Linked DNA regions of Mus musculus: all the other regions are linked to region 1. Evidence: chromatin contacts called from public Hi-C, HiChIP or PLAC-seq and promoter capture Hi-C data. All regions are on one chromosome and are shown on one strand. The core of a region is the stretch at or near the end of the contact, and the rest is flanking DNA. Distances in the headings are between cores, read along the strand shown.

Region 1 (2,840 bases), core at 153-2,652:
GGCTAAAGTCATTTGCCACACCATCCAGTTGTGAAAATCTTGACAACTTCACTTAGATTCCACGAATCCATGTAAAGGTTGGGGAGAGCCAAGCTACACAGTCATCCCCGGAAAGCCACACGCACCATCAAAGACAGCAATAATACAAAGATTCATTTACTTTTATTTTGTATGTGTAGGAGTGTTTTGGCTATATGTTTGACAGGGAACTGTGTGTTCCTGGTGCTCTCAGAAGCCAGAAGAGGGACATCAGGTCCCCTGGAAACTGGAATTACGGATGATAGCCACCATGTAAGTTCCAGGAACTGAACCCAGGTCCTTTGCAAGAACAGCAGGCGCTCTTAACCACCTACCTACCTCTCCAGCACCTATTTTAGGCTTTTTGAGACAAGATCTCACTGTGGAGCCCAGGCTAGAATGGACATCATTGTCTTCTTACCACAGTTTTCCAAGTACTGGGATCACACAGTGGAAAAACCTATTCATTTATTTGGTTTAGGGTTGCAAGCTGTAGAACAGGCTGGCCTGGAACTCACTATGTAGTACTATGTAGTACAGGCTGGCCTGGAATTAACAGTCTCAGTCTCTCAAATGGTGGAATTACAGGCATAAAGCCACTACTATGAGTTTAGCATTTATAATTTCAGTAGACATTGGCAAACCCCCCTGCCTGGATCTGAATTCTCACATATATTAACTTCAAGAAATAGAGACATCTTAGCACAGAGTAGCCATAAATAAATAATAAATTAGCTTGCACTGAAGATGCAACTCACTGCTGCCAGATAATGGCCAAAACAGTACCCAAACCTGTGCAGAATTTTTAAGTCCATGTGAAACTTCACAACATCAATTGTGCAATTTGCTTATGCAATCATAGTATTTACTTTGTGATGTCCCCTTTCTTCCCCTAAACCTCCCCTTAAAGTATTTTCTTAGCCTAGATTAGCTTTGTGTCCTGTCAAATGACCCTAGGACTGTTCTGACCTTGGGGCTAGCCCAGTGCCAGAGCTTCCTTCCGTAAGTAATTTATTCTTTGGTAAAATGATTCCAAAAACAGCAGACTTCTGCCAGCCAACTCCAAGACCAGGTTCCCAGGGCGGAGGGGGGCGGAGGGGACAAGACACGCACGGGTAACGTGGCTCCCACCTGTAATAACAGCACTTGGAAAGCTGAGACAGATCGATGGACTCGAGTTCGAGTCCATCCTGATCTGCGTTCCAGGCCGGTTACAAGGGGTTCACGTGATGATCTCGCGGGGACCGGTTGTGCAAGCAGACGGTTAATTTGTAATACACCTTTTTGAGTAAAGGAAGCCCGCCTCTCGGTACGGGAATCGTCATTGGATAGAGCAGCTGTCAATCACGCTGTATATAAATAGAGGCCGCGCGGCGCTCCGACAGGCAGCGTGGCTCGAGTCCTCCGGTCCGGCTCGCGTGGTTGATCATCTCCTGGCGTAACCTTGGCCCGCTGTGGCTGGGAGACTCATCTGCAGGTATCTGGGCCTTCTGGTCCGCACGGCCTCCCGGGCGAGCGGCGCGATGGCGGAAGCGGCGGCGGCGGGCGCCAGCGGAGAAACCATGGCGGCGCTAGTGGCCGCAGAAGGTTCCTTGGGCCCGGCGGGCTGGTCTGCCGGCCGGAGTTTCTCCAACTACCGGCCGTTCGAGCCCCAGACACTGGGCTTCAGCCCGAGCTGGCGGCTGACGAGCTTCTCCGGCATGAAGGGCTGAGGCTGCAAGGTCCCCCAGGAGACCCTGCTCAAACTCCTGGAGGGACTGACGCGGCCCGCGCTGCAGCCCCCGCTTACCTCGGGTCTGGTCGGGGGCCAGGAAGAGACGGTGCAGGAAGGGGGCCTGTCCACCAGGCCCGGCCCCGGCTCAGCCTTCCCCTCGCTGAGCATTGGCATGGACTCCTGCGTCATCCCCCTGAGGCACGGAGGCCTGTCGCTGGTGCAGACCACCGACTTCTTTTACCCCTTGGTGGAAGATCCCTATATGATGGGGCGCATAGCTTGTGCCAATGTGCTCAGTGACCTCTATGCCATGGGTATCACTGAGTGTGACAACATGTTGATGTTACTCAGTGTGAGCCAGAGCATGAGTGAAAAGGAACGAGAGAAGGTGACACCGCTCATGATCAAAGGCTTTCGTGACGCTGCGGAGGAGGGAGGCACTGCAGTGACCGGTGGACAGACAGTGGTCAACCCGTGGATTATCATCGGTGGCGTTGCCACGGTGGTGTGTCAGCAAAATGAATTCATAATGCCTGATAGTGCCGTGGTAGGAGATGTGCTGGTATTAACCAAACCTTTAGGAACCCAGGTTGCTGCCAATGCCCACCAATGGCTGGATAATCCTGAGAAATGGAATAAAATCAAGATGGTGGTTTCCAGAGAGGAAGTAGAGTTAGCCTATCAGGAAGCTATGTTCAATATGGCTACTCTAAACAGGACTGCTGCTGGCTTGATGCACACTTTTAATGCCCACGCAGCCACGGATATCACAGGCTTTGGCATATTAGGACACTCTCAGAACCTGGCAAAACAGCAAAAAAATGAAGTGTCCTTTGTCATACATAATCTGCCAATAATTGCCAAGATGGCTGCGATCAGCAAAGCCAGTGGGCGCTTTGGCCTCCTCCAAGGAACGTCAGCTGAAACCTCTGGGGGATTACTGATTTGTCTGCCAAGAGAGCAGGCGGCCCGCTTTTGTTCGGAAATCAAATCTTCCAAGTACGGAGAGGGTCACCAAGCTTGGATCGTTGGCATCGTGGAGAAGGGAAACCGGACAGCCCGGATCATTGACAAGCCTCGCGTTATTGAAGTTCTACCTCGGGGAGCC
Region 2 (2,840 bases), core at 192-2,691, 510 kb after region 1:
ACAGCAGCCCTGCATCTCTTCATGACTGAGCTTTTCTCTGCAGCCCAAATAGTAATCTCATTCCGGTCAAAGCGCCTAGTCAGGTTGGCTACCTAGGATGGAGAGAAGTGGTATAAAGGAAACCAGGCCTTTCTGAGGCCTGCCCTCAGCTGCCGGGCTATAGTACTACCTTGTGAATGAGTTCTTCATTTCTTTCTTTGACCTCCAAGCACATGGGAGTCCTTGGAAATTTCTGGAATACATCCTCCAAACTAATCATGTGCCGGTCTGACCCGTGGGCAAAATGGCCTGGGCAGGGGTGAGGGGTGTCACAAAAACTGGGGTCAGAGTAGGATAAACAGGCTGGGGGTGGGGGCGTGTTAATGAGAGTATATAAGAAGATGGCTAGGCAGCTCAAGGGTGGCTACACGCATCCTACCTGGTGAGAAGTAAATTTCCAACTCTTCCTTGTAGAGGGGCAGCTCCTGTGGAGAGCAGAGAAGCATCATCAGGGTACACGCGTGAAAGTGATGCAGCTCTCAGTGTGAGGGGCTGCAAAACTCACCTCAAAGTCCAGGGTGTTCACATCCTTATTTAGGCCTGACTGGCGGGACAGGTTCTTGTCGTGTGACACTACCACCACGCCATCCCGGGTGAGCTGGCAGTCAAATTCCAAGAGATCTGCTCGCTGGGCCATGGAACTATGGGAGCAAAGGTTGGTGGGGGAAAAGGACACAGGAAGGACCAGGGCATGTAGTGGAGGGGAAATATTGGCACAGAATTTATGGTGGGACATGTGGCCAGTTCCACAGTTCCAAGGACTTCCAGATACCCAGTTTATGAAGCGAGTAAGTAGCACTCCTGGTTGTCCTGCAGAGCACAGCCCACAACCCCACAACCTCACATGGAACTTGATGGGGCTTGGACTCACTTCTCTACTGCTTCCATGGTGTTCTCCAGTCGCTCCCCAGACCCTGTGGAAAGCAGTTTGGGTGGATCCCCGGGACCTAGCTTGACCTTCCTGCTTACCTTTCTTCCTGACGGTCTCCCACTTGCTTTAGGCTTCCTCTCTTCCAATCAGTTGAACTGGCCTCTCCTTCCCTGCCACATGCCCTCTAGGCCCCAAGACTCTCCTTTCCTCGCTCTTTTTAACATTCAATCATGCCTTGCACCTTGAGGATGGGCTGCCCACCCTGACACCTGTCTTGTTAGGCTCACTCCACCCTACATGGATTCCAGCCCTTCCACCTCCCTGACTCAGCTCACCTCCACGGTGGGCAGCCAGGCGGATAGGGAAGACGGGAGCCCGCGGCGTGTGCAGCAGATGAGGTCGGCGCAGGAAGAAGATGGAGAGCATGACGTAACTGCCCAGGGTGGGCAGAACAAAGTACAGGAGAGGGATCATAGCCTCGCTCCACGGCAGGCTTCTGTCAAAAGCACAGCCTTCCCTGTCCCAAAGGGCTCTGATGCCCGGGGCCGAGCCTGCCTGCTCAGCCAGTGTAGGCTGGCTCCTCCACCGGGCAGCGCCACGCCCATGGACCTGCTGAGCCTGCTGGGTGCTGCTGGAACGTGGCCAGACTGCAGTATGGCCCAGAGCTGGGGCCAGGCACAGGAACTGAGGCAGGCAGCCCTGGGTTCCATGTCCAGAGACCTTTCACAGATCCCAGCACCCCCTTTTGTTCTTGACCATGTGGGGGGGGGGGTTAAGCAGCCCCACCCCCTAGTGTTTAGATCTTTCTGCCTCCCATAGGTGTTTGTGGACAGGATCTGTAACTTATTACACATTTGCCACTTCCCGGGAATTTGGGGGTGTGTAAGGTACCCCTGAGTCACCCCAACTCACTCCAAGCAGTTAAACAGGAAGTTGTTAGGGAAGACAGTGACTAAAGGGAAACTGACCCCTTCCCAGAGACTGACACTCCTTAGAACCCAACCTCATCCCTGGCCAGCTGGAGCCAAAGACTACCAGGGCCATGTAAAGCCACAGCTGGAGGCAGGGGGCAGTTGTGAGTGCGGTATGCTGGGGTCGCGTCGACATACACAGACAGAGGCAGGCTCATCCATATACACATCTCTATATTTATATATTAGATACAGGCACGGGGAGATGGGGAGGGGCACCGGCTCTCCACGGGCCCCACCCCCACATCCAATCACCCACACACAGAAGCAGCAAGGGCGTTACATGTGGCAGCTTGAGAGAGAGAGGGTTAGGCCTGGGCTCCTCAGGGAAACTAGCCCTTGAGACTTAGGAATGTTCTGTCAGGGAAAATGGGGTGGGGTTCCAACAAGATGAATAGGGCAGAGCCCTACTCAGTGCCCTCCACCCCTCCGTAGCACAGGTCCTAGGACGATCATAGCCCCTCCATTCCAGAACGGTCTACCAGAGCCGGGGCTAGCAAGGGTAGATAAAGACACAGCAGCAGAGATCAGCTCTGGGGCCACCTCATCACTCAGGCTATGGGGAGATGGGGCAGGGGATTGGAGTGGGAGAAGCCTGCTTGAAGCAGGAGACCCCAGCAAAGTGAGAGAAGGTGGCCAGGCCCACCCTTGGTCCAGCCTGGGCTGCCGGGGTCTGGGTTGAGCAAAGTTCACTTTCTAACAATCTGCAGAGAAGGAGCAGGTAGGAGCAGGACCTGAAGGAAGAAACGGACAGAAAGGAATGGTCAGCGGGGTGAGCCCTGACCCCAGCGTCTTTGAACTGTCAAGTTCTGTGGGTCTTGGCTTCCTTATCTGCAGCTAACAAGAGCAGCCACCAAGTGCTACTGTGATTATAGGCTCCTCTCAAAGCATCATGATATACTCTGGCAAGGCCTGGAGTGGCTGCTCATAAGGGGCGGATCTCTCATCCGGATGGGCTG
Region 3 (2,840 bases), core at 88-2,587, 410 kb after region 1:
GCAAGCCTCCAGTTGGCCTCCCAGGCCTGCTTTTCTGCTTATAGCTCTTTCTCTCCCTGGCTGTTCTCTCTGCTCTGTTACTTCTGGATCTGGGCTCACTAAGCTCTTTCTTCTTAGCTGGGCTCTCCTCTCCGCTCTCTTCACTCTCCTCCTGGCAGTTAGCACCTGTGCTTCCCTCCACCTTTGCTCTCTGCAGCACAGCCTCCTCCTCACTGCTCCCACTCTCTTCCCTAACCTGCTTCCTGTCTGCCTTGAGTGGTACTTGCTTGTCTTTGGCCCCAGCTTGCTTTCTAACCTGGCCCTTCTGTTCTTGTTTCATGTCCTCCTCTTCCTCGGTGACCTTACCTGATCTAACAGAGCCCTCTGCTTCCCCCTCACTGCTCTCCTCCAATCCCATCTTTGCATCCAGGTCTGTTTGGTGGTCTTCATCTGTGCTCTCAACTGCTTTCTTTAAGGCTCTTCTTAGACATGTCTTCTTGGTTGTCCTGTTCTTTGTTGAGGGTCCTGAGCCATCTGGACTGGATGGTGAAGAGCTGGATTCTGAAACATGGGGATGGGACTGGATGGATTCCTCCCTCTCCTTCCATCTAGAATAGGATGCTTCTAGATCTACTCTGGTTAAGAGTGAAGGGCAGCAAGAAGCACCACAGCTGTGGCCCCAGCTGGTTCCTGACTCACTGTCCCCCAAGCCCCAGCCTTGCAATTAATACATGCGCCTCGCCTTTTGAAGAAACCAATGATGCTGGAGTCACAGACAGATAAACAGGGAAGAAGGCACTAACCTGACTCTGAATTAAAGCGGAACCTTTTCTTCTTTGGGTCACTGCAGGGAGCAGGAGACCTCTTCACTTTGATAAAGTCTGGCTTTCCTTCCCTGGTACCAGCATCCGCCTGTGGGTGCAGCATGAGGGCAAACCGAACCAAGATGCCCTGCCCCAACCCCTCAGCAACAAACCCTGTCTCTGCTGGCCCAGGGTTAGACCCACACCTGCATTTTCGGCAGCTCCTCCTCCACCAGCCGCTTCAACGCCTGCTTCTCTTCAGGTTCAAGATGATCCCGACCCACGTGAATCAAAAATTTCTGTCGCACGATGGCGTGCGTAACCGAGCTACAGAGACACGTGTCATGACAGAGTTCCAGCCTAACCCCTCCCCTTCACAACCCAGACTCTAATACCCAGACTCTATGCACCTGAGGTCCGGGCAAGCTCGAAAGAAGCTGCGAGTGAATTTTCGCATCTCATCTCCCGGCGCCATTTTGCGTCACCAGGGATTGGTTGCTCCCGCCTTTTTTTCTTCAAGGCTGGTTTCCCGAGCGACAGTAGTTTGCGCACGCGCAGTGCGGCGGCTTCGTGAGGAATGGGACCGTTGAGCCTCCGATGTGGAGCACTGAGACGGAAAACTTTGGCCGACCTTGCTTTTTCCTGAGCAGCTGGTGGGTCTTGAGCGAGGTTTCGACTCTTTGCTAAAACTACGTGTTAAAATTTTCGCTAGAAGCCGGTTCGGCGCCGGCAGTCTTTATAACGTAATCAGTTCAATCAATCCCTGTGGTCGGGATTAACAAATTAGGTCGCTTGTTTCGAAAGGCAGAAGGGAGACGGTATTCTCGCTAACATACTGAATTTCTGGTTATATTCTTTTGGTTCCAAATCTTTATAAACAGTTTACAATCAATAATTGTGCCCCCCCAGTGTCCAGCTCCTCTGTGACCTCAGCTCACCGCGAAGCCACTGGAAGCAGCGTTCCTTTCGGGTCTTCCCCCAGGAGGGCGGGCGGTGTGATTACGCTCCCCGCGCGCGGAGGACGCTGGGAGTTGTAGTCCGTTTCATACGGCGTTGCAAAGTCTCCGGAAGTGGAGGTGTGAGAGGCCGGGCGGACTTGGGTAGCGGGACTCTACTCCGGGGCGTTTCTCCCTGGCGGGTCATGAACGGACCAGCGGACGGCGAAGTGGACTACAAAAAGAAATACAGGAATCTGAAGCGGAAGCTCAAGTTCCTCATTTACGTGAGTGCCAGCGTGGGGCGGTTGTGGAGTGTGAGGCCTAACTCGGAGAGGACCTCAGTTTACCCATGTGGTAAAGGGGGTGAGTAGGGAGAGATGTCTCCGGGTTCTGGGTCTTTTATGGATTGCTCTTGGCTCAGCACCCGCCCTGTCCGCCGCAGGAGCACGAGTGCTTCCAGGAGGAGCTCAGAAAGGCGCAAAGGAAATTGCTGAAGGTTTCCCGAGACAAGAGGTAAGGCATCTTGTGGGCACGAGGGCACTGTTAACTCCCAGGGAATCCGTTCTTACGCCGTCCCGGAACAGGATCCCAAATGCATGCAGTCTTAGGAGGATCCAGTGGGTCTCCTAGGAGGGACTAGGTAGGGCTCAAGACCACCAAAATGGGGATACCCACCCTCCTTCCCACTTGTCTCAGTTTCCTTCTAGATCGACTTCTGCAGTATGAGAACGTGGATGAAGACTCCTCTGGTGAGCAAAGTCATGACCACTTTTAGGAAGATATGAGATACTGGCCCTTGAAACACGTGTTCCTAGGTCCACCCTCCTAGGGTCCGGAAGCTGATGCAGGCCCCTCCAATGGTTCTTAAGCCTAGTTGCTGCCTTCTGTCACCTTCTTCCTGTTTTGTCTTTTTTCACCCCATTGGACAAGGTTTCTCTGTGTAGTCCTTTTGTAGACCAGGCTAGCCTGAGGCTAGCCTCAGAAATCCGCCTGCCTCTGCCTCCAAAGAACACACCACGCCTCTGGATTTTCAAGTATTTCCTTATCCACTGTGTTCTAGGTACTGTGCTTGACACAGGCTGGCAAAATGAAGGAAGCCTCTGGCTGCTTGTCATTTCTA
Region 4 (2,840 bases), core at 97-2,596, 390 kb after region 1:
CAGGTCAAGTTCTTGGGGCCCACTTCTGAGTTTAGAAGACCTATTACAAAAAGTGAAGAACTAGACTGTGGGAAAATAAATGGCTTTTGACTACTATTGTGTAAGGTACTTACTGGGGATTGGATTAAAGTAAATACTGGGGACTTTTCCTTGTTGACGTAAAAGAATTTTTTTGTTTTGTTTTTCGAGACAGTTTCTCTATGTATCCCTGGCTGTTCTGGAACTTACTTTGCAGACCAAGCTGGCCTAGAACTCAGAGATCCTCCTGCCTTTGCCTCCTAAGTGCTGGGATGAAAGGCACATGCCACCACTCCATGGGGGCTTTTCTTTCTTATTGGGTGTGCTCATGCCATGGCCCGTGCATGGGGGTCCCAGAGCAGTTGTGCTCTCTTCCTCAACCCTTGCATGGGTTCAGGGGATAGAACACAGGTTACCAGCCTTTTCTCAGCAAGCACATACTTAGTCATTTTGCTCCTGTCCAATTTTGTGGCACTGTGGGTTGAATGTAGAGCCTCGCCTACACTAGGCAGGCAAGCACTCTACCACTGAACAGGCTCCCCAGCCTTGTTTTGTCACGTCTCACTATAGAGCCCTAGCTGGCTTCAAATTCAGAGATCTGCCTGCCTCTACCTCTCAAGTTGCTGGGATGAAAAGCCTGGGCCCCCTGGCCTGGAACTCAAAATCTTTGGATGTCACCCTCTCTAGTTTCCTGATGATTAGCGTCTTGTTACCCTTGTTGACCTTAGTTTGAAATACAAGTTGGCATAGGTCACTTAAAACTGTGGCCGTGTTGGTGGATTTGCTTTGGAAAATATTTGTGGTTTTTTGTTCTTTGTTTGTTTGTGTGTCTGTTTGTTTTTTGTTTTTGATACTGGAACTCCATTAGGTTACATACCCTGCAGAACTGGTATCCTCCTGCCTCAGCCTCAGCTTGCTGAGTGCTGGAATTGTAAGCATTAATCTAGCACTATATACTCTTTAGACACACTGTGAACACAACTGTGCTACTTTGTCATTTGTTTTCTTCCATGAACTTAAATTGATGTTCTGTGTATGAAATGCTTAATGCGTTTTGGCAAGTTATACAATCCTACTGGACCTCAATTTTCCAGTAGGGATTTGACCCATTGGGTTTTCCGAACTTTGGCACATCGTTCTCGCACTTGGGAGCTCAGGTTTAGTTTAGATACTTGTGAACATAATAATGGTCCGGTTTCCCGCCTTTCCGGCGCCCAGCTGCCAGCAGCCTTGCTTTACTCCTTTCAGCCTTTACCCTGCACGCAGGCGCAGACCACAGCTTTCCTTCCTAGAGCACCCCCTCAGAGCTTCCCCTAGCAACAGGCTCAGTCGCAGCGCGAAAGCGTGGCGGGCGCATGCGCCACAGCTCTCTCCACCAGCAGTCCTTGGACCGCGCGCTTGGGCTCCACCCCAAGCAAGCCAAGCCTTTCTCCTCTCCTCTTCCCACCAAGGATCCGCGTGGCGGGGCGCGCGCGCACTTGGGCTCGAAGGCAGCTTGTCGTCTGGGCCGCGGCGGCTACTGGCGAGGGGCGGGGCTATTTCCTTTGGGGCCCCACCCCTTTGGCCCGGCGTGCATACCGCGCCTGCGCGCTCCCGCCCGGTCTCCATCTTGGAATTGGGAGGAAGAGAGAGAGGGAGAGAGAGGGAGGCCGGGACGAGAGCAGGGCTGTGGTGCGGTGAGAAGCTGAGACGAAAAGGAAAGGGAGTGAGGCACAGGGACCATCAGCAGCGCCTCCGCTACAGTCCTTCAGCTGTTCCGGAGAGAGAGGACGGGAAAGGGAGTAGGCCAGGGCTGGAGTAGGGGCTGTCACTCTCGGACCCCAGCCTTAGAGGGGCCGTGCAGCCGGGCGTCCTCGGGGTGGGCCCCTTGTCGTGGCCGAAGACCTGGGGCTCAGGCCCCTGGGTCCCAAATTTTGGGGCTTGGTCCCTTGTTTCTCAGATACCCAGGTATCAAACCCTCGTATATCAGATATCTGGGACCCAAAGTCCCAACCTTTACAAACCTGGGTCTCTGTTTTATAGAATTTAAAATACCTGGGATTCAGGACCCTGTGTGCACCAATATCCGGGGTTCATCCTCCAAGCGATCAGATATCGGACTCATTTTTAGCCCTTGCAAATATACGGGGCTCAGACCCCACAATCGGAAATCCGGGATTCAGCAACTGTCGCCCTCGAGTTGGGGGAGGACTGGACCGCGAGGTCAGATCAGGTTGTCACCCCCTCCCCTCCAGGGGAGGCTTCCCGGGCCCGCCCCTCAGGAAGGGCGAAAGCTGAGGAAGAGGTGGCGAGGGGGAAGGTCTCCTTGCCCCTCTCCCTGCTTGTCAGAGCAACTGGAGTACCCCAGGCGGAAGCGGAGGCGCTGGGGCACCATAGTGACCCCTACCAGGTGAGAGACATGGGTGTATGGGCATGAGCCCCTCTGGTCAGCTCCATGCCGAGAAGCTGGGGCTGGGTAGGCCCTCTCCTCAGGATAGGGATTCCTGTTGGGCCCATGGTCAGTCTCTGGCCAGCCCAGTCTGCTTCTGTTGCTACCTCTTCTCCCTTTCTCTTGCCTTCATTGTGTCTGGTTGAAGGGGTACTCTCAGGTGACAGGGCCTGTCTTGTCACCAAGGGTCACGCCCTAGGATGCTTAGCCAATCAAATGGCTTTCCACCTTTCTAGTCTTTATTAATTTTGCCCTCACAACCACCTCTTCATGATTTTATTATACTCTTTTTTTTTTTTTTTCCCCAAGACTGCTCTAGGGTGTTGATTCCCATGTAGGTGGACTGGCTTATTTATTTATTTAGATTGAGACAGCCTTTCTGTAGCCCTGGGTG
Region 5 (2,840 bases), core at 209-2,708, 380 kb before region 1:
CAGCCCGGACACCTCTCAGGCCCAGATGCAGGGCTTTGAGTTGGCCCACCCCAACATCTACCCCATTGATGAACAGCTGGAGGGCATGGGCCAGTCCTACAGATCTAAAACTACAGGATCTCCATAACACCGGCAACGACAGGATATCCAGGAGGAATCTCAGTGAAGTCCCAGGAATGATAGAGTAGCAGAAGTCAGGTAGGTGCCTTGCAACAGACCAATGACTCATTGCAGTGGACATTTGCAAGTAGAGAAGTGTGCTGTGGGACACACTGTGACACACTACAGCTTCCACAGTGAGGTTTTTTTTTGTTTTTTGTTTTTCTTTTAGGGAGAGGTTGTAAGGGTGGAGAGTGGATACTGGGGGTTTTGGGCTCATGATGTGAAAGTCACAAAGCACCAATAAGAAATTAAAAACAAAACAACATTTTATAAGCACAATTAATACAAGATGATACTTTATAAAAAAATCAGAAAAATTTGAGACATGGCAAAGGGAATCATTAAAAAGAACAAAACAAAACAATAAGGGGCTGGAGAGATGGCTCAGCAGTTAAGAGCACTGATTGCTCTTCAGAGGTTCTGAGTTCAATTCCAAGCAACCACATGGTGGCTCACAACCATCTGTAATGGGATCTGATGCCCTCTGCTGGTGTGTCTGAAGACAGTATACCCACATACATGAAATAAAGAAATAAGTCTAAAAAAATACAGTAAGAAAAAAAAGGAATAAAAGAAGGTAAAAATATAAAAACACGTGCCTGTAGGCCTAGCATTTATTAGACGAAAAGAGAAGTATTAAGAATTCAAGGGTAGTGCCGGGCATGGTGGTGCAAGCCTTTAATCCCAGCACTTGGGAGGCAGAGGCAGGCGGATTTCTGAGTTCAAGGCCAGCCTGGTCTACAGAGTGAGTTCCAAGACAGCCAAGACAGCCAGGACTACACAGAGAAACCCTGTCTCGAAAAACCAAAAAAAAAAAAAAAAAAAAAAAAAAAAAAGAATTCAAGGGTAGGAAGTCCCTCCCCGCAGCAGCCTGCAGGCCACCTGACAGGGTTCTCTGCCTCAGCTGCCCATAGCACAGTTCTGCTCCAACCCACTGGCCCTGGGGGCCATGACCTGTGGGCCACTGGCTGTGTGCTCCACAGTTTAGCCATTCCCACGGCTTGCCTGCCAGTACAGTCTGATCTCAGGCCACGGCTGTTAGCTCTTATTCTAGTCCTAGCTGAATGTTTCTTTGCTAATACAACAATGTACTTCTCTATACCTCCGAAACTGTCAAAGTTACCTACGGTTCTCTTTCCTATCCTGTCTTGATGACTGCTATCAAATTCTATTCAGTTATAGCCAACCTACAGTGCTCAATCTGTAAGAAATTTGTTAATTATTAAGTTTGTGACAGTCAGAATTCCCCAAAGCCTCTAAGGTTCCTCCCAGGAAGTCTCAGGAGATGTGGACACAGCTGCAGGATACTGCCTGGACTGTGATGTGATCACCACTGAAACACGCAGTGGACAGCACTCGATACTCTGAGTCACGTGACCTAGCTAAAACCAAGGTAAGCCATTTTTCACGTCACACATATCCATTCCACAGAGAAAAAGCCTGCATCTTCTGTGCTTGAAAGCCAGACTGACTGCCCAACTTGCTGTAGAGACCATGGAGATCACAGAGAACTGTTGGCTAGTAGACTCTGTCATTTTTTAAATAATATAACTGCTAAATTATTGTTTATTCCCCAGACTTCTGGCTACATTGACAGCTAGAGAAAAAAACTTTCACAGATGTAATCTGTTATCTCCTTACCTAAATTCTGTTTCCATTGATTAAATGCTTCATACTTCCTCTTTTTGCTATGCCACTGTCCTAACATTATCTGAGTTCCTATAAATTTGCCTAACTCTAATAAAATATTCCACTATACAATCAAACTTTTTTTTGTTTGTTTGTTTTGTTTTTCAAAACAGGGTTTCTCTGTGTAGTCCTGGCTGTCTAGGAACTCACTCTGTTGACCAGGCTGGCTTCAAACTCAGAAATCCACCTGTCTCTGCCTCCCAAGTGCTGGGATTAAAGGCATGCGCCACCACTGCCCAGCTCCGATTGAACTTTTTAATCTTATTCCTTCTGCTCCACAAAAGGCTCATCTTAAAGACAATTCATGTGGTTAACTCATGCTGTTATCTCTTTTATAAACTTATAAGTTACAGGAAACCCAGTCAGATCTACCTCTCATGGACCAAATAGACTCCACCCAGATACGTACATCTGCCTAACCTATTCCAGAGGGTGGGATTTCTCTGGGTTTCAAATGTACATCTTAAGAAAAAAATTGTTTTTCTCTCAAATGTATTTACTCTTATTCTCTACCTATAATAATGTGTTTCAGCATCTTGTCAAGTCCAGGTGCTTACTACACCCAGGACAGCTCCAGAGAAGCAACCTTCATATGCTCCAATCTCCTCTCATAGACACACATTCCTACTGGACCTGTCCCTTCTGACCTATCCTCAGATGGCTCCACAGACCCTGGACAGCAAAGAGGCAGCCAACTCTCCTAAGACTGGATAAACATCCCCCATAACTGAAAGATCCTGACAGAATGCAAAAGGTCACAGAAGCCCTGAAATTGGCAAAATAGATTTCATGGCTAGCAGAACTAGCTTCACTGATTTAGAAAAATAGAGGTGCACAATGCTCTGGCCGCTCCTTGAACCCGTGTGTCTGCCAATGTTCTGGCCGCTCCTTGAACCCGTGTGTCTGCCAATGTTCTGACCGTTCCTTGAACCCAGGTGTGTGCCTACTGCTGCACCTCACTGCCAGGTGTTTGTGATATTGGTTGCTGG
Region 6 (2,840 bases), core at 172-2,671, 350 kb after region 1:
CATACACACACCTGCCACGGAACAGATCCCTCCCAAATCTGCTGGGCAGTCAGAAGGCTCTCACCGTGGGAACGTTGTTTTAAAGTCAGGATCTCATTATGTAACCCAAACTGAGTGTTAGCAGTATAGGCAGGAGGCACCAGGCCCAGCTCACCATGGGGGAGATTCTTACCAAATTACCTTATCAATAAATGTAACCCCTTGTATTCATTTTAACCATCTAATTTAATGAAAAATGCCCACTTCAATCCTCCGGTTCACAACGATGAAGTAGTAACATTACTTGGAATACCAAGAATTACTGTGATTACATGAGATTTTCTTGCTTACTGGTCATTCCTACTCCATGCCCTCCCCAACTCCCTGCGGGGTGTGGGGCTAACTCCCCAAGATTCATCATTTCCCTTTACCAAACTTTCTCTAGCAGTAACTGACGCATCACAATACTAATCAAATAAGTGAATTTTCATCTTCGGTATTTGAAAGCCGAACTTCACCTCCTAAGTGTTTGCTTTTATCTATGTTAAGCCCTTCCCCTTAAAGCTATTCTACAATAAGTGAGTCCCAAATTTAAGGCAACACTCCCGAGAAGGTTAAGGTTCACCTGTCAAGAAAAGCTGCGCCCTTCACTTCGCATTCATGGATGATTCCTAGAGTGCGGGCACTGGGCACTTGTATTAGAGACAGACCAAATCTTTCCGTTCTCGAGGCTACCTGGGGCGGTTCTACCGCAGAGAGGCAAACAAAAGGCTGGGCAGTGGGAAGTAAGTGATAAAGGTTGTTTGAGGGGTACTGCTTGCAGTAGACCTGGTTCCTTGGCTGTTTGAACTAAGGGAAGAAGAGCAGATAATCGGCAATGGAGCGCTTGGCAGATGTTACTGCTGGAAGTAAAGGATTGGGGAAAGAGAGAGATTCTGAATTAGGAAAAGATAAGATGGGACTAGGGAGCCTGGAATGAACTGGGAGCTGGAGGGCAGCACGTGTACCGGCGGCACGCATACCTCCCGCGTCTGTGAGCACTTCAACGCGGCCGCTGAACATGGCCTTGAGCATGGTGTCCTGCCCCGTGAGGGTGCGCAGCGTGGTGTAATGCAGCGAGCCGCCCACGTTCAGCTTCACATACTTGCTGTTCGGGGTGAGGGGCTTCAGACTGTACGAGGGGGAGCCAGGCTCCACACTCGAGGGGCTAGGGGACTCCAAGCATTCGGCCGCAGCCGGCGCCGGGCCCGAGGCCTCGGCCGACATGCCAGTGAGCGGACGCGGGTGGCAGTCGGAGGCCCTCTCTGCGCCCCGGTCCGGTTCCCTGAGATCCCGCGACTCCAGCGCCGGCGCCCGGCCGCTCGGCGCACACGCCCACTCTCCACAGCTACTCCGCGACGTCCACCAGCCGCCCCATCGCGCGCTCTCTCCACCCGGAAGCCGGCGCGCGGAGCTGCGCAGGCGCGGCCAGGCCGAGGGCCGCGTCTCGGGGGCGGAGCCAAGAACCGGGGCGTGCGCAGTCGGTGGCGCCGTTGCAGTCCAGCCTGCGGGTTGGGGGGTGTGGTGTTCTGAGAAAACGTCTAAAGGATCCTTTGCCCCCTTGTTCATGTGGATGGAGAATACCGCAACCCGTGACGATTTCAGCAGCGCTTCATTCGCGTAAAAAGAAACAAGCGCAGAGGCTGAAGGTTGAGTATAGTTTTCCTAGCCCAGCTCAGTGCACTTGACAGACTGTTAGAAGAACCGTCAACAAAATGAAAGTTCACCGCGCGTGGTGGCACACACCTCTAATCCCAGCACTCGGGAGGCAGAGGCAGGCAGATTTCTGAGTTCGAGGCCAGCCTGGTCTACAAAGTGAGTTCCAGGACAGCCAGGGCTAAACAGAGGAACCCTGTCTCGAAAAAACCAAAAACCAAAACAAAAAAAAAAAAAAAAAAAAGAAAAAAGAAAGTTCTCCAATGAGGCCATAGGGTTTCCAGGGGACTCACAGGTTAGAAGGCGGGTGCAAAGAGTTCCCTGAAGGGAAAAGGATAGAGACCTGAATTACATATAACTAATTTTAGCCCTGGAGGCTGAGGCAGAGAGATTATGAGCTCCAGGGGATCCTGGCCTATACAGTCTTACCTATCTCAAAGCAAAAGGAGAACCATTAGGCAGGAACGTGGCGATTACAAGAATAAGACTGGACAAGCTAGTGAAGGTCTTAGAATCCCAGCTGTCATGAGACCTTCCAAGGAACCCCAAAAGAGAAGAAGGTATAGGGCATTGTGAACAAGAGGTGATAGCTGAGGTATTTAACAGCCTGCCCTAACGTCTGGAAGGGGTTTTGTCTTGGATGTTTAAGCAAAGTCAAACCAGGCAGTGTTGGCTCACACCTTTAATCCCAGCACTCAGGAGACAGAAGCAGGTGGCTCTCTGAGTTCAAGTCCAACCCTAGTCTACATAGAAAACCCCTGTGTCGGGAGAGAGTTCCAGTTTCTCTTCTCCAACTCTGTCACCAGCTGACTGGAAGATCTGGGCAAAGCTCCTCTCTCTGGGTCTGGTTGGTTCTTTTGCTGCTCAGTCAGGGGTACAAATCTAGTGTTGGCTCTGGAGAGGTAGCAGTGTGGAGAAGCAAAGTGGCTGTTAGAAGATGTTATCAAGAAATGTGTCCGGCACTGAAGAAACTTGTGTTCTGCCAAGAGGGATTGCCAAGCCTGCTCTCCCTACCAGGTGGAGCAGTGAGAAGGTAATTCTTGACTGGAACTTGCTCTCCTCCCTGAAGCCTTGCTGTTGCCAGGACTGGCCTAGCACCCATAGCGAGGCTGTGGCAGTGGCTTGGTCAGCTCAGTTTTACAAAACACCAATTTCAGGCAAATTCA
Region 7 (2,840 bases), core at 223-2,722, 340 kb before region 1:
ATTTATTTATTCACTTTATATCCCCATTGCTGCCCCCTTCTTCCCAGGCCTGCCCCTATCCCCCTTCCCTTCTCTTCTGAGAGGGTGGAGCCTCCCCTGTTTCTATTCCCTCACCCTGGCACATCAAACATAGCTAGATGCATCCTCTCCCACTGAGACCAGACAAGGCAGCCCAGTTAGGGGAACAAAATCCACAGGCTGGCAAAAGCTGTAGAGACAACCCCTGATCCAGCTGTGGAGGACTCACATGAAGACCGAGCTATATACATCTGCTACATGTGTGGGGGAGGGGGGTTTGACCCAGCCAGTATATATTCACCTAGGTTGGTCTTAATTCATGGTGATTTTCCTGTGTCAGCTTGCAGTGCTAGAGTCACAGCTATTCACTCCCATACAGGGCTTGGAATTTATTTATTTATTTATTTATTTATTTATTTATTTATTTATTTATTTAAGGTTTGAAACGAGTCCTATTGTGCATCCCAGGCTGATCCTGAAGTCCAACTCTTGATTCTCCTGCCTCAGCCTACTAATGGCTGAAGATTACAGGTGGTGTGCTTAGCTACTATGGAACTTTTTGAGGGTAGAATGTTCAATTGTTCAACTCTGGTCTCCTCACACCTGGGTTCATTGAAAACTGTGGCCTCGAACTTTACCTCACATCTCATGTCTTGATTAATTTGCCTTGTAAAATGGGGATGATTCTAAGTCCTCTCTCAGGATGTGGTGGGGAGAAAATGAGACACAAGCAGGAACAGTTTGGGAGCCCTGTGAGGTTCCTTGTTTAGAAACAGGGTCTCGCTAGGTAGCCTGGAGCTATGTGGGCCACGAATATTTTGAACCTTCAGGTCCTCCTGCCTCTGTCTCCCAAGCAACGGAATTACAGGAATTCACCACTACTTCTTGCTCCCTAAGTTTATGGAAGGATTGCCCTGCAGTGAGTTGCATACCTTACCACCGAGCTGCTGGGAAGGGGTAATGCTTGCCTACCTTGTCAGTTTCTTCCTCCAGGGAGACCTGACCACCGGTGGGGGGGTGAGAGGTGGGTAAGAGGGTCCGTAGCGCTGGGTAGCCTTGCCTGGCCCATTAGCTTCTGCTCTTACCGCTAGGTCAGCCCACCCAACCTTTGCTTTCACCTCCTAATCACCAACCCAGGCATACCAGCCCCAGTCCTGGGTGAGTCCAAACAAAGGCGGGTCTCAGGGGACCCGCGGCGGCCGAATCTGAGATCAGCTTAACTGAGCGGCTGGCAGAGTCTTTGGAGAGAATGGCCAGAAATCCGAAGACCTTCGCCGGCCTCTGAGCTCCCCCAAAAGCTGATCTTCCGTGATTCCACTAGACACTGGGAGAGGGGCGTCATCAGCCACCTCCTTGCTTCCATACCCACCCCCTCATTTTTTCCCAGGCTGTGGGAGGCAAAGGGTTAAATCCCATAGAGCTGATGTTCTGACTCCAGGCTAGAGGGGCCCGGGAAGCTGGGGTCACTTCCTGCTCCGTCCCAGTCACCCTGAACTGGTCCCCGGGTCCTCAGCCTGGAATCACCCCTTGAGAAGGACCCTAGAGTTCCCGGCATCTAGCCCGTCCCCCGAGGCAGGGCACTTAAGGGGTTAAGTCCCCTGGGGCTGGCCTCTGCCTTTCGGCTTTTCCCAGACCCCAGAGCCGTGAGTTGGGGCCGCCTGGGTTCCCGGGGTGGCCTGGAGGCCCGGGACAGCCGCCGGGGAACAATAGGGCCAAGGAGGCGGCGACGGGCGAGGGGCGCAGGCCGGGCCCGGGGCGGCGGGGGACGGCGGCCGGGGGATTGTGAGAACCGCGCGGGGACCGCCGTGGGGGAGGGGAGGCGCGCGCGCCCAGAGAGCGAGTCCGGCCGGGGGCGGCGAGGCGGCCGCCGCTCTCCCGGAGCCGGGCAGCCTGGGCGTCCGCGGCGGGGAGGGAACGCCGGCGGCTCGCCTGGGCTTTGGGAGCCGGGGACAGGGTGGGTGCTCCCGGCCGGAGGCGCTCAAGTCTTGGTCCGCCGGGGTGCGGGGGGCGGCGTCGAGGGCGGTCCCGCTGCCTCCTGGTCAGGGTCACCCTGGGCCGCGCGCACCTCCGCGGGAAGGCAGCCGTCTCCGGCAGTCCTTCCCGCCTCGGTCCTCTGGGGGTCGTCCGGGGCAGGAGGCTGGCGCTCTTGGGCCTGGGCTGGTTCCCAGTAGTAGTCGCCTCGCAGTCTTTGCTACTTCTTGCATGTGGCCTGGTTATTAACTCTTTCCCTTCTACGGTAGGCCCTTGAGTTTTAAGTTTCTCTGTCCAAGTATCTAAGCTCCTACCTGTTCTCGGTCAGCTCAGCAGGGTAACCTTCTCCTCTCCGGGGGGCCCCCATCTCTCCCTAAAAACACTTAGAGATAGGGGATGGCTAACTCACTTCTCGGCTGCATTAGCAGTTGGTCAGCTGTCCATTGCTTCACCTGCTTCACACCCCAGCTACCTCTTGGTGAGCTTTGTCCTCTTTGTCCCTGTGCACAAAGTACCTATGCACACTGTCACCCCGAGGGTAGATTATTCCAGGGATTCCGTTAGATGTCAGCGCCCTCCTGCAGCCCTGTTCTCTCTCCTGGGGATCACCCCCGGGATTTTGAGTGACAGATATGACTCCTTCCCCTGGGGGCTCACTCTGACGAACTTATGTCACTTTTCTGACATCGATCTGCAAACTGATCTTAAAAGACACTGAACAAGATAGGCTGGCTTTCTGGGAGCATGAGGTGTCCAGCTCACTCAGTCCTCCAGCAGAGTTTTTACTGGGTACTTGTCCTAGGTGTGTGATGAAGCATCAACAAAAAGAATAAGGCAGAAGGATGGGTCCC

The links. Promoter capture Hi-C pulls out the DNA fragments that hold promoters and counts their contacts. A called contact is a pair of places that touch in the nucleus more often than the background predicts. HiChIP or PLAC-seq counts read pairs in DNA pulled down with a chosen protein or histone mark. Capture Hi-C pulls out chosen DNA fragments and counts their contacts.
Region 2: a contact with region 1 is called in an HNF4G HiChIP or PLAC-seq map of pancreatic cancer cells. The contact joins the promoter of Gdpd3 here to the promoter of Sephs2 in region 1. A contact is called at or near these places in 1 of 484 Hi-C or Micro-C datasets (neutrophils), 3 of 115 datasets of contacts at active chromatin or transcription factors (astrocytes, embryonic stem cells and pancreatic cancer cells) and 2 of 9 other capture datasets (adipose tissue and liver).
Region 3: a contact with region 1 is called in a promoter capture Hi-C map of adipose tissue, with 2.8 times the contacts expected there. The contact joins the promoter of Ino80e here to the promoter of Sephs2 in region 1. A contact is called at or near these places in 3 of 115 datasets of contacts at active chromatin or transcription factors (bone marrow-derived macrophages, microglia and stem cell-derived neural progenitor cells) and 1 of 9 other capture datasets (adipose tissue).
Region 4: a contact with region 1 is called in a promoter capture Hi-C map of liver, with 3 times the contacts expected there. The contact joins the promoter of Taok2 here to the promoter of Sephs2 in region 1. A contact is called at or near these places in 3 of 115 datasets of contacts at active chromatin or transcription factors (bone marrow-derived macrophages, microglia and pancreatic cancer cells) and 2 of 9 other capture datasets (liver and pancreatic islet).
Region 5: a Hi-C map of liver shows a contact between it and region 1, with 3 times the contacts expected there. The contact joins the enhancer-like site here to the promoter of Sephs2 in region 1. A contact is called at or near these places in 3 of 39 promoter capture datasets (cranial neural crest, embryonic stem cells and stem cell-derived epiblast-like cells), 1 of 484 Hi-C or Micro-C datasets (liver), 8 of 115 datasets of contacts at active chromatin or transcription factors (double positive thymocytes, embryonic stem cells, forebrain and 3 more) and 1 of 9 other capture datasets (liver).
Region 6: a contact with region 1 is called in a promoter capture Hi-C map of fetal liver, with 2.2 times the contacts expected there. The contact joins the promoter of Kctd13 here to the promoter of Sephs2 in region 1. A contact is called at or near these places in 5 of 39 promoter capture datasets (fetal liver, hippocampal neurons, liver and 2 more), 1 of 484 Hi-C or Micro-C datasets (liver) and 2 of 115 datasets of contacts at active chromatin or transcription factors (bone marrow-derived macrophages and microglia).
Region 7: a promoter capture Hi-C map of second pharyngeal arch cranial neural crest shows a contact between it and region 1. The contact joins the promoter of Zfp629 here to the promoter of Sephs2 in region 1. A contact is called at or near these places in 10 of 39 promoter capture datasets (the 3T3-L1 cell line, cranial neural crest, embryonic stem cells and 6 more) and 4 of 115 datasets of contacts at active chromatin or transcription factors (T-cell acute lymphoblastic leukemia, astrocytes, embryonic forebrain and 1 more).

What each region holds. Positions count from the first base shown.
Region 1 is chr7:127,272,621-127,275,460 of GRCm38.p6, reverse strand. It overlaps Sephs2 (selenophosphate synthetase 2), which reads left to right and starts at 1,402. Exons shown (of 1, transcript NM_009266.3): 1 at 1,402-2,840. The coding sequence starts at 1,542.
Region 2 is chr7:126,765,015-126,767,854 of GRCm38.p6, reverse strand. Gdpd3 (glycerophosphodiester phosphodiesterase domain containing 3) reads right to left here and starts at 1,441. Exons shown (of 10, transcript NM_024228.2): 1 at 1,246-1,441; 2 at 911-953; 3 at 545-680; 4 at 419-464; 5 at 170-288; 6 at 3-92. The coding sequence starts at 1,384. Mapk3 (mitogen-activated protein kinase 3) reads right to left here. Exons shown (of 9, transcript NM_011952.2): 9 at 2,039-2,615.
Region 3 is chr7:126,860,869-126,863,708 of GRCm38.p6, reverse strand. It overlaps Ino80e (INO80 complex subunit E), which reads left to right and starts at 1,337. Exons shown (of 8, transcript NM_001370765.1): 1 at 1,337-1,435; 2 at 1,692-2,004; 3 at 2,163-2,233; 4 at 2,417-2,469. The coding sequence starts at 1,380. It overlaps Hirip3 (HIRA interacting protein 3), which reads right to left and starts at 1,737. Exons shown (of 7, transcript NM_172746.3): 1 at 1,193-1,737; 2 at 989-1,109; 3 at 783-891; 4 at 1-540. The coding sequence starts at 1,257.
Region 4 is chr7:126,883,473-126,886,312 of GRCm38.p6, reverse strand. Taok2 (TAO kinase 2) reads left to right here and starts at 1,346. Exons shown (of 16, transcript NM_001163775.2): 1 at 1,346-2,407. Tmem219 (transmembrane protein 219) reads left to right here. Exons shown (of 6, transcript NM_026827.1): 6 at 1-94.
Region 5 is chr7:127,647,684-127,650,523 of GRCm38.p6, reverse strand. No RefSeq gene overlaps it. Among named protein-coding and RNA genes, the nearest start is that of Gm51458, 12 kb to the right of the region's middle. Within about 2 kb of position 1,458, at least 15 of the 459 cell types and tissues checked have an H3K27ac peak or open chromatin away from gene starts, as enhancers often do. A contact at or near this core is called in hepatocytes and liver, where this site is marked.
Region 6 is chr7:126,927,460-126,930,299 of GRCm38.p6, reverse strand. Kctd13 (potassium channel tetramerisation domain containing 13) reads right to left here and starts at 1,421. Exons shown (of 6, transcript NM_172747.2): 1 at 1,002-1,421. The coding sequence starts at 1,245. It also overlaps a transcript of Tmem219 not described here.
Region 7 is chr7:127,613,904-127,616,743 of GRCm38.p6, reverse strand. Zfp629 (zinc finger protein 629) reads left to right here and starts at 1,472. Exons shown (of 3, transcript NM_001362196.1): 1 at 1,472-1,661.